Linked DNA regions of Mus musculus: all the other regions are linked to region 4. Evidence: chromatin contacts called from public ChIA-PET, HiCAR-type and promoter capture Hi-C data. All regions are on one chromosome and are shown on one strand. Each heading gives the region's core, a stretch centred on a gene start, on an enhancer-like site or on the middle of the called end of the contact. The rest is flanking DNA. Distances are from core to core; before and after follow the strand shown. Region 1 holds the start of Mnd1 (meiotic nuclear divisions 1). Region 2 holds the start of Tlr2 (toll-like receptor 2). Region 3 holds the start of Tmem131l (transmembrane 131 like). Region 4 holds the start of Fbxw7 (F-box and WD-40 domain protein 7). Region 5 holds the start of Trim2 (tripartite motif-containing 2).

The links. ChIA-PET counts read pairs in DNA pulled down with a chosen protein or histone mark. HiCAR-type assays count read pairs that join an accessible place to other places. Capture Hi-C pulls out chosen DNA fragments and counts their contacts.
Region 1: a HiCAR-type map of astrocytes shows a contact between it and region 4, with 2.0 times the contacts expected there. The contact joins the promoter of Mnd1 here to the promoter of Fbxw7 in region 4. A contact is called at or near these places in 2 of 39 promoter capture datasets (the C10 cell line and pre-B cells) and 1 of 115 datasets of contacts at active chromatin or transcription factors (astrocytes).
Region 2: a contact with region 4 is called in a promoter capture Hi-C map of liver, with 2.3 times the contacts expected there. The contact joins the promoter of Tlr2 here to the promoter of Fbxw7 in region 4. A contact is called at or near these places in 1 of 39 promoter capture datasets (macrophages) and 1 of 9 other capture datasets (liver).
Region 3: a contact with region 4 is called in an RNA polymerase II ChIA-PET map of memory CD8 T cells, with 13 read pairs. The contact joins the promoter of Tmem131l here to the promoter of Fbxw7 in region 4. A contact is called at or near these places in 3 of 39 promoter capture datasets (the C10 cell line, the HPC-7 cell line and pre-B cells), 3 of 484 Hi-C or Micro-C datasets (the C10 cell line, embryonic stem cells and erythroblasts), 3 of 115 datasets of contacts at active chromatin or transcription factors (astrocytes, double positive thymocytes and memory CD8 T cells) and 1 of 9 other capture datasets (adipose tissue).
Region 5: an RNA polymerase II ChIA-PET map of memory CD8 T cells shows a contact between it and region 4, with 5 read pairs. The contact joins the promoter of Trim2 here to the promoter of Fbxw7 in region 4. A contact is called at or near these places in 3 of 115 datasets of contacts at active chromatin or transcription factors (memory CD8 T cells, microglia and pancreatic cancer cells).

What each region holds. Positions count from the first base shown.
Region 1 is chr3:84,154,525-84,157,224 of GRCm38.p6, forward strand. Mnd1 (meiotic nuclear divisions 1) reads right to left here and starts at 1,262. Exons shown (of 8, transcript NM_029797.3): 1 at 1,138-1,262. The coding sequence starts at 1,140.
Region 2 is chr3:83,840,223-83,842,922 of GRCm38.p6, forward strand. Tlr2 (toll-like receptor 2) reads right to left here and starts at 1,386. Exons shown (of 3, transcript NM_011905.3): 1 at 1,298-1,386; 2 at 667-914.
Region 3 is chr3:84,038,731-84,041,430 of GRCm38.p6, forward strand. Tmem131l (transmembrane 131 like) reads right to left here and starts at 1,431. Exons shown (of 35, transcript NM_172681.4): 1 at 1,247-1,431; 2 at 585-655. The coding sequence starts at 1,370. It overlaps Gm30352 (a long non-coding RNA gene), which reads left to right and starts at 1,491. Exons shown (of 4, transcript XR_867387.3): 1 at 1,491-2,181.
Region 4 is chr3:84,814,148-84,816,847 of GRCm38.p6, forward strand. It overlaps Fbxw7 (F-box and WD-40 domain protein 7), which reads left to right and starts at 1,430. Exons shown (of 14, transcript NM_001177773.1): 1 at 1,430-1,622. Gm35486 (predicted gene, 35486) reads right to left here and starts at 286. Exons shown (of 1, transcript NR_165832.1): 1 at 1-286.
Region 5 is chr3:84,258,380-84,261,079 of GRCm38.p6, forward strand. It overlaps Trim2 (tripartite motif-containing 2), which reads right to left and starts at 1,400. Exons shown (of 12, transcript NM_001271727.1): 1 at 946-1,400.

The sequences.
Region 1 (2,700 bases), core at 12-2,511, 660 kb before region 4:
AGCAAGCCAAATCGAAATAGTAATTCACATTCGGAAAGAGGTCAAAAGTTTAACTTTGACCAGACTAACAGTGAACTTTTTCCTGCTCATATATAAAACTAATAGCAATACCTGCGTGAAGAGTTAAGAGCCATTAAATCCCTTTGGCAGTAGGCAACTGCCCTATAAAGAGGGTTAAATAAGAGGGTGAGGCCGGCACATCAATAATTCCTAGTTCCTTTTAGTCGGGTACTTAAATTCTACAAAGAGAAACATGATAACACCAAACACTGGTAACACTGTTGTTTTGAATCTGGTCCTGGGCTCCTTGGGCCATTGCATGCCCAGGTGGCCCGTCTGTTAGTTTAACCACAAAGAAGCCGTTATCAGTTATAATTACAGCTGGGCAATTTTTTTTTTTTCAAATAAATGCCCAACGACCTGATCCTTGTCCACCCTGTGTGACGACCAAAATTAACTAAATTAAGATATTAAAATCTGGGGTCACTCTAGCGACTCGTTGATACTCTGTCGCCAAAAGTGGAAAGAATGACACAAAACTTTGAAGGTAGTTGAAAAAAAAAAACGATCCAAAGGGCAGAGAGTCATTAAGTCCGAATAGACAACGGCGATTGGTAGTAAACCAGGATTGGCCCGCAGAGAGCAGGGTGGGGTGGGGGGTGGGGGAGGCTGGGGTGGGGGGTGGGGCGTCCTACCCTGCCCTTAAAGGCGGGGGTGCGGGGTGGGGTGGGGGTGTCACTGCCATGATCTAAAGGCGGAGTGATCTGGGCGGCTCCTGTTAGCATACTAAGTACAGTGGTGGGGTGCAGCTGAAAAAGGGGAGCGCCGTGCCAAGCAAGTAAAAGGCCCCGGGTTCTAATTCCAGGAGAACCGAAGGGCACTGAACACTTCAGTGGCCAACTCCGCAGCGCGTGCGCCCTGGGGTTCTCGGTCGGGAGCCGCGGATCGGTCCAACTTGCGGGGCTTCTGGATTCGGTTCTAGAACGCTCCGGTTCGGAACCAGGGCGGCGCAGGCCGCCATCAGGGCTCGGGCGCAGCAGTGGGCGCGGGGCCAACCTCACAAGGCCTGGCCAGGCACAACCCCTGCTGCCGCGGCCCCGAAGCCCAGAGGTGCGCGCGTCGGAGCCTCGCTCTTACCATGCTGCGCGAGGCGGCCTCCCTGTTTGAGTCTGGCGCCAACAACCGCGTGGGGTGGGAAGGACCGGAGGAAGTGCAGGGGAGATGCAACGACCCCTGGCGGCCCTGGTAGGACTGCGGGACCCGAGGGAGGAGCCGAGCCTGGGCGGGGCTTGAGAAGATGGGCAGGGCGGTGAGGGGCGCGGCCTGAAATAATGGGCAGGTCCAGTAGGGGAGGAGCCTGAGATGGGCAGGGCCGGACTGAGACCAGATGGACCAGTCTGGGTTGGGCAGCCTGTAGGCAGAAAGGAAAAGTTGGGGCCTGGCGTGGGAGCTGGAGCAGGGAAGGCTTCTGTTCCCTTCCCGTGCCTCTGGGGTTGCAGAGTTGCTTACTACTTAAGTGTTCAATGTAGCTTTTAGTTTTCTTTTTAAAAGGCAACTTTTGAGTCTTCGCTTTTAAGTGTGTTCTTTTAGCTTAAAAAAAAAAATATGGGGCTTTGGCTGCAAGAAACGAGTACATTTAGAAAAGAAATTCTTTTTCTATTTTATTTTATTTTTGTCTTATTTAATTTTATTATTTGGCTTTTTTGGGACAAGGTTTCTCCGTGTAGCCTTGGCTGCCCTGGAGCTCTCTCTGTAAACCAAGCTGGCCTCGAACTCAGTGATTTGCTTGCTGCTGCTCCCTAAATGCTGGGATTAAAGGCGAGCACCAACCTCTAGCCTTAAAAAGTCCTCTGATACAGAGCGGTGAGAGTGTACAGAGTAGTGCAGGTGTTCTGCATTACAAATGAAACGTAAATATTCTAGTGCTGCTGACTGTCAGACCTTAATAAAGAGTATGTGGGAGCTTTCTAAATTATTTCTTGCAACTACTAGTGAATCTGTCTCTCAAAGTTTCACTAAAACCTTTATTTTATAAGATAGGATAAACGTGATTAGCAAAAATCATCCAAAGCATTTACAAAGGAGAGCAATAGTCGGGGATGGGGGTGAGTATGTATCCAAACCTGCTTGCCATGCTCATACCCTGACAACAGGCATATAGCAGAGATGTTCCTGTCAATTATGTGACACAGAGTTTTCATCACATCCACTTTATTAACGCTTTTCTAGAGTTCTTAATTTGCTCTTTATCACAGTTACTTTTTTAAGTTTTTTTTTCAATCCTAGGTTTTCAGGACAGGGCTTCCTGACAGCAAGTCTCTCTCTCTCTCTCTCTCTCTCTCTCTCTCTCTCTCTCTCTCTCTCTCTCTCTCTCCCTTCCCCCTCCTCCTCTTCCTATGTTATTATTATTATTACAATAAAAATAAGTTTATCCAATCAAGTAACAACTATACAAATGCAAGCAATTTTAGTCATTTTCTTTTTGGTCAACCTATATTAGACCTGAAATCTTTACTGAAAGTTCCCAGGTGATGGTGAAGTGTGGTTGGTTGCTCATCTATGCACATAATTTATGTGTTTTAAAGACTGAGGTCAAAGCACAGAGTCAGTCAAATACTTGAGCAAAAAGTCAACCAATTAGAGCTTCTGTTGTACGGTGAACAGACCAGCTGAGAAGTAAAATGAGCTGTGTCAGTCCCT
Region 2 (2,700 bases), core at 136-2,635, 970 kb before region 4:
ACTAACTTGATCATTTAAGTGAAGTACCTTCTATTCAATATAATTAATATGTGGAGGCTTCCAATCGTTGCATTATGAACGTTCTGAATTGTTTCCCTATGTTAAGTGTTCTCCCTTAAGCTTCACTTCTTTAAATGGGAGGGTGATTTTTCATTGGGCACTTATCCCGTTAAATGTTAACTTATAAATTTAGAACAAACAAACAAACAAAAACTTGGTAGCTTAGAAACTTCCAAAACATACTGTCAATGCCTGGCAGTTTTTGTATTCACTAATTAAAGGTTTAAGGTGCAAGTGTTCTTTGCTTAGAACAGAAAAACAAAACAAAACAAAACAAAAACAAAACAAACAAAAAAACAAAAAAACAACAAAAAACTTCGAGTGTAGTGAAATAAGATATTTTCCAGTACTCATAATATTTCCCTTTTGGGGAGGAAAAGGGTCTCTCCGTCTGAGTCCAGCCACCTTACCTACCATTTGCTCTTTGCTGAAGAACTTTCTGTCAGATCAAAAGCCTCCAGGCAATCTGAGCGTTTTACACCCGAAATAATATTTCTCCTTTTTGAAACTAGAAAAGCCTTTTCCTGACATCTAAGATGTAAACACAAGGTTCTCGTTTATAGGACTGAAGAAGTCATAAGATACTTATTAAAAGACTCCACTCACGCTTTGTCTGAGGTTTCGGTAAGTTGTTTTCTGACCGGTGATGCAATTCGGATGCTCCAGAGATGAACGAAAAGCAGAGAAGTGAAGCCCCTACACTCAGAAACAAGATCCTGGTCAGAAGGAAACAGTCCGCACCTCCTTGAACGACATCTTTTCCACTTCTAGGTCGCAGAGACTGCCGTCCAACCTTCACCATCAGAAACTATGATTGCGGACACATCTCCTGCCAGTGACCGCCTGCCCGGAGCCTGGGGACAAGAGAGGGGTGGACTGGATGTAAGTTGGGACAGCGTCACCGTTCACCCTAGCTTCCCAGGGTTCAGAGACACTACAGACACTCCCTTCTGTGACCCCAGGGCCAGAAAGGCTGTAAAGACGCAGATCACACAGCCGCGGGCTCTGGGACAGTGGCTGCAGCTCTCCGGTGGCCCCCTCTTCCCTGGGTGTCCCTCTTCCTGCAGGGATCACAGCAGGAAACAAACATCTGGCCCCAAAGCTGATCCGCCCGGCTGGGGGCGCAGGTGCTTCACTTTGGAAACCAGGTCCCCGCACAGCACAGCGGCCGCCCCGGTCGATTCGACCCTGTCCGGGGAGGGGTGCAGCAACCCGGCAGCAGGACCGATCCACCTACCTAGGAGTCCTCCAGCCGCCGCTCCCCGTGCCCACTAGCCATCTGGGCACCAGCCTAGGAAGACTGAAGACCTGGAAGTGAGGGAAGGGGATGTCCCCAGGTCAGGGCCCCGAACTTCCCGGTCGCCAGCACCGCCCCCGGTGCGGCAAGCGCCGCCCACAGGGGTCTGCAAGGGGAACGGAGCCTGGCATCAGAGCTGGCAGGAGCCACAGGGCAGGCAAAACAGAACTGAAAGTCCAGAGGCTCCGTGTGGGAATTCCCCAGGTGTCCTAAAGAGAAAGCTGCCTCCCAGCTCGCCTTTTGGCTGAGTTGAGCTGCTGCAAGGATTCTGGAAGGAAGAGGATATTCTGAAGAGACGCACTCTCTTTGGTTATTGGAATGCTCCAGCTAGGAAACGTTAAAAAATTACAGCCCTGTGCCAGTCACAGGGAGTTTTTATCAGTTCACCATGAGGAAAACACTGGAGGCCTGGACAATGATGGCTGAATGACTCGGGGGGATAGCACACCTTGACCAAAACTGCCTACTTATGGATTCTTTCTGTATTATCTAAATCTAAACCTGTGGTGACAGGATGCTGAACTTAGGATGGGGGCGTCGTACACCCTCATTATTTAGTTGTCTTCCTGATGTGGCTACACTGAATAGCTACTTTTCTGCTGTCTACTGATAATCATTTAAATACCCTATCGAGGCCCAAAAGGATAGGCTAGACAGCCAGGGCTGCCAAGACCCAGGTCCTAACTCTAACTACTCTAATCTCAGAATCTCACTTCTCCCTCAAACACATCTTTTGAACTCTTTTGCTATCTCTCCATCCTCAGAGGTTGCAACTTGGGCTCAGGAATATTTTCTCTTTCTCCTCCTTTTCAACACTTTGTCCCCCTGCCCTTATGTCTCTGGGATCCATTTCTGCTCAGCATCTGATAACAGAGTCTACCAGCCTCCATGCAGACCTGAATGGCAGCATTGTGCTTGGGATATGAATGGATAAGGATGGCACAGATATGTTTCTCTTTCCTTGGCCCCCAGAACAGCCCCCCTTCTAAGCATGGGGAAGATTCGGGGCCCCCACTTCTATCTATGGCTTTGAAGCTAAGTACTTCCCTTTCTCTATCCCATAGCTGCATCGCAGAGTGATTCTGAAAACAGCGTAGATTGGTTTGCTTCATGGTGGAGATGTGGCTCCATATTCCAGTTGTAAGGGGAAACCCCCTACTTTAAAACAAGTTAATCACCTGCCTCGGGTGCCTGTGATCCCATTTGACCTCGGCAAGGCGAGATTGGATGCAGAGCAAGCAACCTTACCCCCATTTTCACAAGAAAATGTCCTGTGAATCAGAAATAGCAGCTGAGATTTGAAGTCAGAATTTTTCCCTTAAACCCAGGGGGTCTCTTCCCCT
Region 3 (2,700 bases), core at 181-2,680, 780 kb before region 4:
TTATATCATCGTAGGGGGGTGAAAAAACCTGAAATTCAGGTTCTTAAGTGGGTGTGTTCTAACAGGAATTAAAGACATTTGGAGAAATTCCAAGATTATACTCCTTTAAAGTCACTTCTTCATCCCAAAGCTACTTAGGCTAATGGCAAAGTACCACTCACTAACATTTATGAAATCAATATTCCCATTGTGTTCAACCCTCCAGCCACTTGCCATCCACACCACACCCGCCTGCTTAGAGACAGCCGTGGAGACCCAGAAGCGAGTCCTCCGCCCACCCTGGCCCACTAACGAGCCAAGGAAGTCGCCACTAGCCAGGCGCAAGGCTGTGAGACACACAACCCTGCTGAGGTGGCCTGGACACCCACCTTCTGAACTTGGGGCGGCCCTGACTCACACCCTGTCACATGGCGCGGGAGCCAGGCTGAAGAGCCACCGTTGCCAGGTGTTCAGGCTCGGCACGACCGTTTATTTGCCTTGCAAAGTGACCCGAGCGCTCCTGTGCCATTGGGGGGAAGGCCGGCAACCTCCAGGCCTCTCCTCCCTCACACGCCCACACCCGCCCTGTCACCGGTCCTCCTCACCTGAGTGGGCAGCAGGAGTTCCCCTTCTTCTGCCTGCCACAGCTCCACCACGTTCGGCAAGGGCTCAAACGCTGCACGGACACCAAAAAAACACACCGCGTTTGTAATGCACGGCAAAGAAACGCTTCCTGTTTCCTCGCCCGTCCCCTCGTGCCAACCGCCTGCCCCCAAACAAGTCTCCTTCTCCCCTCGCAGGGCAGGCCACCCGAGGGGTGAGCCGAGGATGCAAATACAATGCCCAGCCGGACCCCGGGGTCCAGAAGATGAGGGCGTGCGGGCTTGGTCAAGACCAGGGCATGAGGCCGCCGCACCAAGCACGGCGCGACCCCCAAGCCACCGGGCTGGGGGAAACAAAGCTGCAGGAAGCCGGGCGCGGCGAGGCACCCGCGCGCCACACAAAGCGGGGGATGCGCCCGGGGCGCAGGGGCCCGCGCACAAAGGCTCCGGGGCGTGCGCGGCTAGCGGTCCCTGAGCCCCACGCTGCCCGCTCCTGGCCCGGCCTAGAGTCGCCGAGGGGACGCTGCGGTCGCAGGGCTGCAGCAGCCCGTCTTCCCCAGCCGCCCGAGTCCCCTTCCTCCGCGAACCCTCACAGATTTCAACAGTTCCCTAAAAGAAAGGGGGGGCGGGGCGGCGGGGACAGCCAGCCCCGACGACGGGCTGACCTTGTCCCTGAGCCCCTCCCGGACGGCAGCAGGACAGCAGGACCTGGAAGACGCCCAGCAGAAGGTTCACGGCAGCGGCCGTGCGGCGGTAGGCGCCGGACTGCGGGCGCCGGAGCCCCGCCATGCTGGTGCTCGCCGCGCTCGCTCGCAGCGATCTTGTTCTCTTGTTTGGTGGCGCCGCGGCCGCCAGGCCGCGCCCCGGGCCCGCCCCCGCGCCCTGGCCCCGCCCCGCCTCCGGGCCCGCCCCCCGCTGTTGGGCCCGCCCCCGCAGCTGTTGGACTGCTGCTCAGCGCCGGCGCGCCGCTTGCTCCCGAGCGCGTGTGCTCCGCAGATAGAAGGGGATGGAACGCGGCGGGGAGCGGAGGGACGAAGACAATGCGAACGCTCACAGCGCGCAGCACGTGCCCGAGGGCCCCCAGAAGCTTGACTCTGGGGGCTGGGGCTCGCGGCCCACGGGGAGAGGGTGTTGTCGTGAACTTTCATGAGGTTCTCTTTGTCGATGACACCCGGGCCACGGTGGGGGCACTAACCCCCCGGGGGGAGGGGTCCTGGGAATGAATCGTAGCCCAGCGCTTGGCCTTGAACAGGATATTAGTGGAAATATTGCTGTGGTTGTCAGGAAACGCGAGTGCAGCCGCACAGCTACTGCCTGTTATGCAGCGAGGATATCCGGTGGCTGCGAGGTCTGTAATTTAGAATAAAAAGCTCTCCCAACACCCGAGAGGCTGACCTCAGCGCCGCGTGGCGGTAATGCGCTCAGCGCCCTCTGTGGAGACGGTCCAAATCCTGACAGGTGGGAGAGCTTAGGTTAGACCTTCAAGAGCCCTGCAGATGGACCTGCAGAATCAGACTGCAAAAGTGAGCCAGCCACTTGCTAAACGTAGTTGAAGTGGAGGGCACAGATCGCCTGCCAGTTAACAATATTAATAAGTAGTGTAAGTCATACTTGGAAATTTATTTTCTGCCTCTGTTTTTTTTTTTTTTAAGTTGATTTGCTGTGTGCAGCAAACGTAGCTCGTATGAAACTCAGAGACTGTGAGCTTCAGGAAGTGATGGTGTACACCTGTCTGCTTACATTGATCTTCTGTTTAATTGCTTCTGGAGCCTTCCAGTCTAGACTATGGGAAAAAATGTAGTCTCATAGCAGGTCAGATGTTGGTCAAGGACAATATGAATGATGGATGCTCTCTTCATAATACCATACTGTGAACCTAATCTCTTTGTCTGGATGTAACTCTAAATGAGGTTAAACCACCTGATTTCTTTGCCATACTTAACACTTGATAAAAGCAAATGTCCACATGGAAATGTCATTTTGCTTTGTCCAACTTGAGCAGCTCCAATTATTTCTTACTCCCCCCCCCCCCAGATTGCTTGGGTGCATCCCTGGCAAGGATGTCCTGTCCTATCCCATTGGACCCTTTTTTTCCTCTTCATTTCACTTCTCTGGGTTT
Region 4 (2,700 bases), core at 180-2,679:
CGGGTGTTGCGCGCCCTAGCCCGATCCCGGGCCTCCTCATTCCCAGAGGAGCAGTCCGCACCTGCCCCGGAGGGAACGGCGACAGAGCTCCCTCTCCGCGCCGCCCTAGGGTCAGGGGTAAGATCAGGCGGTAGCTTAGGCTCGCCTGGGCTCCTCCCCTTCCTCTCTTCAGTTCTGACGCGGCCGTAGAGGCGGCGGCGGCAGCGGCGGCGGTAGCAGCAGCAGCAGCAGCAGCAGCAGCAGTCCCGCGGCCCGAGGCGCACCCACCCGCTCGCAGATCGCGACTTCCTCTTCCCTTGGTGCGTCATCAGAACGCGCCGCAGCCTCCCAGGGCGGGGTGGCTGGAGATGGGGAGAAGAGGCCCGGAGAGGAAGGCGCAGAGAGGAAGGGGAAGGGAGGGGGAGGAGAGCGGTTGCTAGGCGACTTACGTCATCGCTGGGCGCCACTCTCCTCCCGCCCCTCTGTGGAGTGAGGCGAGAGCCCCGCACAGAGCGAGAGAGAGACAGAAGCTGAGCTTCGGGCGCTGCCGCCGCCGCCGGGGAGAGCGTGAGAGCGAGTGAGTGAGCGAGCATCCGAGAGACCCGGCATCCGTGCACTGGCCGCCGCCAAGACCTTTGCCGCAGCCCGGGCCATCGGGAGCCGCGGCCGCCGTCGGCTCCCCCCCTTACATTCCCGGCCGGCAGCGGCTGCTGCACACGCCGAAGCCGGAGCCCCAGCCGGAGCCGGAGCCGGAGCCCGAGCCCGAGCCCGAGCCGGAGCCCGCGGCCGGGGGGCAGGGAGGCGGCTGCCGCGGGTCGGGACTCGTAGCTGCTCAGCCGGGAGAGGACGCCCGCGAGGGGCTGGGCTTTCTGCCTCGTCCCGGACTGTGGGACGAAGGACCCCCCGAGGTGTAGGGAGGGGGTCCCGGCCGCCGCGACACATGCGGGAGCCGGGAGCGGGGGCGGCGCCGATCCGAGCCCGCCGGGTCCCCAGCCTTGCCGCTGTCCACACCAGCCGCCCGGGGCCGTAGCATCCCATAGCGGAGTGTATGAACCCCGGCCCCCAGCCCAGGAGCCACCTCCGGGCCGGGGGGGCGGGGACCCCGATGTGAAACGGCCGCGGCGGCGTGGTGAGCGGCCCCGGCGCCGCTGTCCTCTCCTTCCCCTCCCCTCCCCTCCACCCCCTCTGGGGGGGCTTCTCTTTGGGCCTGCCGCCGCACCCCGGCTCCTCGGCGGGACTCCAGGAGTTCTCGGCGCCCCCTCCCCGCCCCAGCCCCCCAGGGCGGTGGGGCCGGGGGGGAACCTGGGGGGCCGGCTGCAGCCTCCGCCCAGAGGAAACTTTACCCAAACAAAATCTTCGAGCTTTCTGATCGTGACTGTCCCGGGACAAGTGGCCCAGGACGGGCTGAAGCCACCACAGTCTGCAGGGACCCAGGAAGAGAAAAAGCGGTGAGCGAGCGGGGCCGCCACCGCCGCCTCTATCCCAGCAGCGCGGAAGAGACCCGGGTAGCTGCTTGGTGGAGCGACGCTAGCACCGCTTCTTCCTCAGTTCCGCGCCTAGCCAGCCTTCCGCAGCTGCCCGCCTCAGCCCGAAGGAGGAAGGGAGCCAGCCACATTGTCAGCGCCACCGCTCGACTCTGAAGCGTGAGTGGACCCGGGGGAGGGGGACATTATAAGGTGACAAGTGGGAGCGGGTGGGTGCTTTGATGCTGGAGTTCGGCTGTTCCTCGGGAGGGTTGGCAGTGGAAACCTTTCCTTTCTACCAATAGGAGAAAGTGTCAGTTTGCAGGAGTAATGCAAGTACTCGGAGTTTTTTCTTAGAGCAGCTGTGTCTCCAGAGTGGACACTTGCACCTTTTTGGACACTAAACTGAGAAAGCCTATGGCCAGCTCTGTCCCATGCCTTTTCCTGGCAACCTTATTCTGGCAGTGGTTTTTGTTTCAGGGAAACTCCCATGGATTCCCACGTGGGAATCACTTGAATCAACCCTTAATTTTTTTTTTTCCTTTCCTAACTATTGTTTTTGAAGTTGCCTTGGATGGGAAGACCAGATTTCATTTTAGTGCATAGGGGAGTTTGGTGCCCCCAACGCTTTATTTCCCAGGTCTACAGAGTCCGATGTGTAGGGTGCTTGCATGTTTCAGTTGGCTCAGGAAAATCCGAGTTCCTAAGATGCACAACCCACTGAAACTTATTTCAGGGAGAGCACTTAATAAATTACCATTTCGTAAAAGTTGCTGCAGCGCTCTCTCTCTCTCTCTCTCTCTCTCTCTCTCTCTCTCTGTGTTGAGGGAGAGAGGGAGTAATATGTTTTAAGTGGTAGCACATTTTTACTAGGTTTCTACTAGGGACTGGAAGGGCATGCATGCAGCTGTTTTTATTTGGCTCTACTTGTCGACCTTGAGACTTTATACTCTTTTAGGAAAACATTTAGCACTCTGAGTGTTAAATTAGAGGTATAGAAAAGTAATGCTCACATATGTAGGTTAAGCTGACCATCCTAAGGCTTAACGTACTGTAGGATTTCATGTAGCAAGGAACATAGGTAGTAGTTTAAGACTGGAATTCTGGTCTATCCAGACAGCTAAATGTGGGCAGAATAAAGATGCTCTGTAGAAATGACTAGAAACTTGGGAGTATCAATTTATCTACCCATCCATCCATCTTAATTTCTCCATTGAGGGTCATGATTAAATTTGTTTGAAAGTTTTTCACATTTCAT
Region 5 (2,700 bases), core at 150-2,649, 560 kb before region 4:
GAAGTACTTGTTATGCTGTACTGAGCTTATAACTATATTTCAAGAATACAGATGTGAAGGTTAAGCTCCATCTTAGAAGGAAAAACAAACCAACCAACCCTGAGCGGGCGCGGGGGGGGGGGCGGGCATAGATATGCAAACTGTCACAAGAACAACCTCTCATGTATATCCTAGCGTGTAGCCTAATCTTTAGACTCTCAGAACTTCAAATGCTGTTAAATGTACTATCTAAAAAGCATTTGAGAGGTGGGGCCGTAACTTATCAGTTCAGCCGAGCATTAATTCCCCAGAACCTCAAAATAAATAAATACGTGTCCCGTTCCCCCTCCCCCCCACACACACACTAGAATTAAAAAGTATTTGAATCTAACGCTATCTGTGCCCTAATTCGATTAAGGAGTTGCAGAAAATAAGTCAGTTGCTCCCTGGAATCGATTAGATTACAAATGGGGAAATGTCTGGGGTTCGCGGAATGCTTTGCATCTGACAAGCATTTTTGGGACAAGCTTCCTCCCCACCCCCAATCCTTTACATCTTGACAGCAGCATGCAGATTTTTCAGCATCAATCAAAAAGCCCAGAAAGGCAACATCTCCACCTTTTAATAAACCAGACGTGCAGCGTGAGCTTGGCCAGAGGGTAAGCGTGAAAACTAATAGACAGGAATCTAGCTGAGTAGTTCCTTCAAAGAGAAAGAACATTTTTTTGTTTGTTTATTTTTGGAAGAAAAAGAAATGGGGTTGGGGGTGGGGGTGGGAAGAGGACACCTTTCCAAGCTTTAAGATTATAGAGTCGCTTTCTACTCCAGGGTCAAATGACTTTGCAAGCGTTCCTTGCAGGTCAGGGTCTGCAGAGGGTCCGTGAGATTCCGGGAACAGTGCTGGCGGGCTGACAGCTCCGAAAAACCGCCCGCGCCCCTCACGCCCCCACCCCCAGGGACACTTACCGCGACCCTCGCGGCTGCTGCTCGCACCCGGATCTCTGGCGGCCGCGGACCCCGGTATCCCGGCTCCCGCCGCACGCGGCCTCACGGTCACACGGCTCGCTCGCGGGACACGATCTGAGCGGCGGGCTCGGCAGAGAGGACGGACGCGAGGAGCGGAGCTGGCCTCGCGGGCCGCGCCGGGGCCTTCCCTCCGTGTCGTCTGTACCAAACAGCTCCTCTCTGGGTCACTTCCATTCTGTGCTCAGTCCCAGAGCGGCGAGACATCTGCTTTCCATAAGCCTCGCGCAGAGGCAAATCCTGGATTAGATGCCAGAGCCCACGGTACAGCTGATCCGCGCACAAAGAGCCGCGGACAAACACGCAAGTTGGTGCCCGGTTCCAGAACGATTCGGATGACTCAGGCGGCCGCAGCCGGGATGCGCCAATCCGCGGCTGGCTGGGTTTTCAGGTCTACTGCGGAAAACTCTCTCTCTCTCACACACACACACCCGCCCGCCCACCCCACGAAAGCACGCTCTGTCCCTGCAGGGGAAGTGACTTCAGCTGTACCGGGCTGAGCGAGCTCGACGCAGCCTGCCTCCACCGCCGGGCGTTCGGTATTGAAAGCACACACTGCTGACCGTGACAAGGGGAAAAGCTTTGCTTTAATTCCAATTCACGAGTCAGTTATGATACAGTCAGCGCTGAAAAGGATGAGGAAGTGCTGTCTTTGCAAATTGATTTTTCATTCTCCCAAACAGCTGGGCAAAATTGCTGTTTCTCCGCCCCCCCCCCCCCCCCCCCCGTCCCTTCCTCACTTTGGAGTGCCTTTGACAGCGTGAAGTCGCTACTTCCTCTCAAGTGCTCTACTGTGTTGGGCTGGTTATGCTAGGGAGACTTACCAGTTCCCAACCCTGAAAAATTACAGTCAAAGAAACATAGGGTGGGGTTGGGGAGAGCACAGATGGGGCTTTTCAATCAGTCTAGAATCCAAAGACAGCTCCCCACCTCCAACCCCCACCTGCCGCCACCTCCCGGACAAGCCTTTTAAATTTTGGGCTTCTGCAGGCTCTAGAACAAAGAGGCTGGGCACTAGCTGATCCTGAATGTGGCTTTAGGGGCAGAGCAGGAGCAATGAAGACAGATAGATGCTCTATGGTGGATGGCAAAGAAGTTAGGTCACCGTGCTTGTCGTCCTAGGTAAACTGGGACCTTGGCATCTGACTAGAAACTAAAGGGACCCTCTGAGAGATTTGGAGCTGGCAAGTGATGTAATAAGATTTCCACCGCAGAAAGATAATTTCACAAGGCTACTCCAACCTAGAAAGGGGGTGGAGGTGAGTTTGAAATGAAGGGGAAAGACTCCAAAGACAGCAAGAGAGAGACTAAAATAAAATGCCCATTACAGGGGTGGGGCAAAGGTATCCTACAGAGGTCATAGCCTCCTGTCTGCCTCCTGTGGCAGGACAAGTAGAAGAAAATGAGAGAGGACCCAGAGAAGCCAGGAGTTGGGTTCAGAACGAGGTCACAGAATACAAATCAGCCACACAGATTTCTAAAGTATTTGGGACCTTCTGGCTAAGCAAGACAGGTTGGGCAGGTGTGTGGTTAGACAGCGAAGGTAAATACAGAGTAGAGAAAAACGGTTTGTATTGGTGTGTTGCATCTGTCAAAACAAAGTACCTGGAAGTGAGGAGATTAAATAACAGAAATAAATTGCCTCACAGCCTGGGAGCCTGCAGCCAGTGTGATGGGAGGAGCTTACTCCAGGAAGGA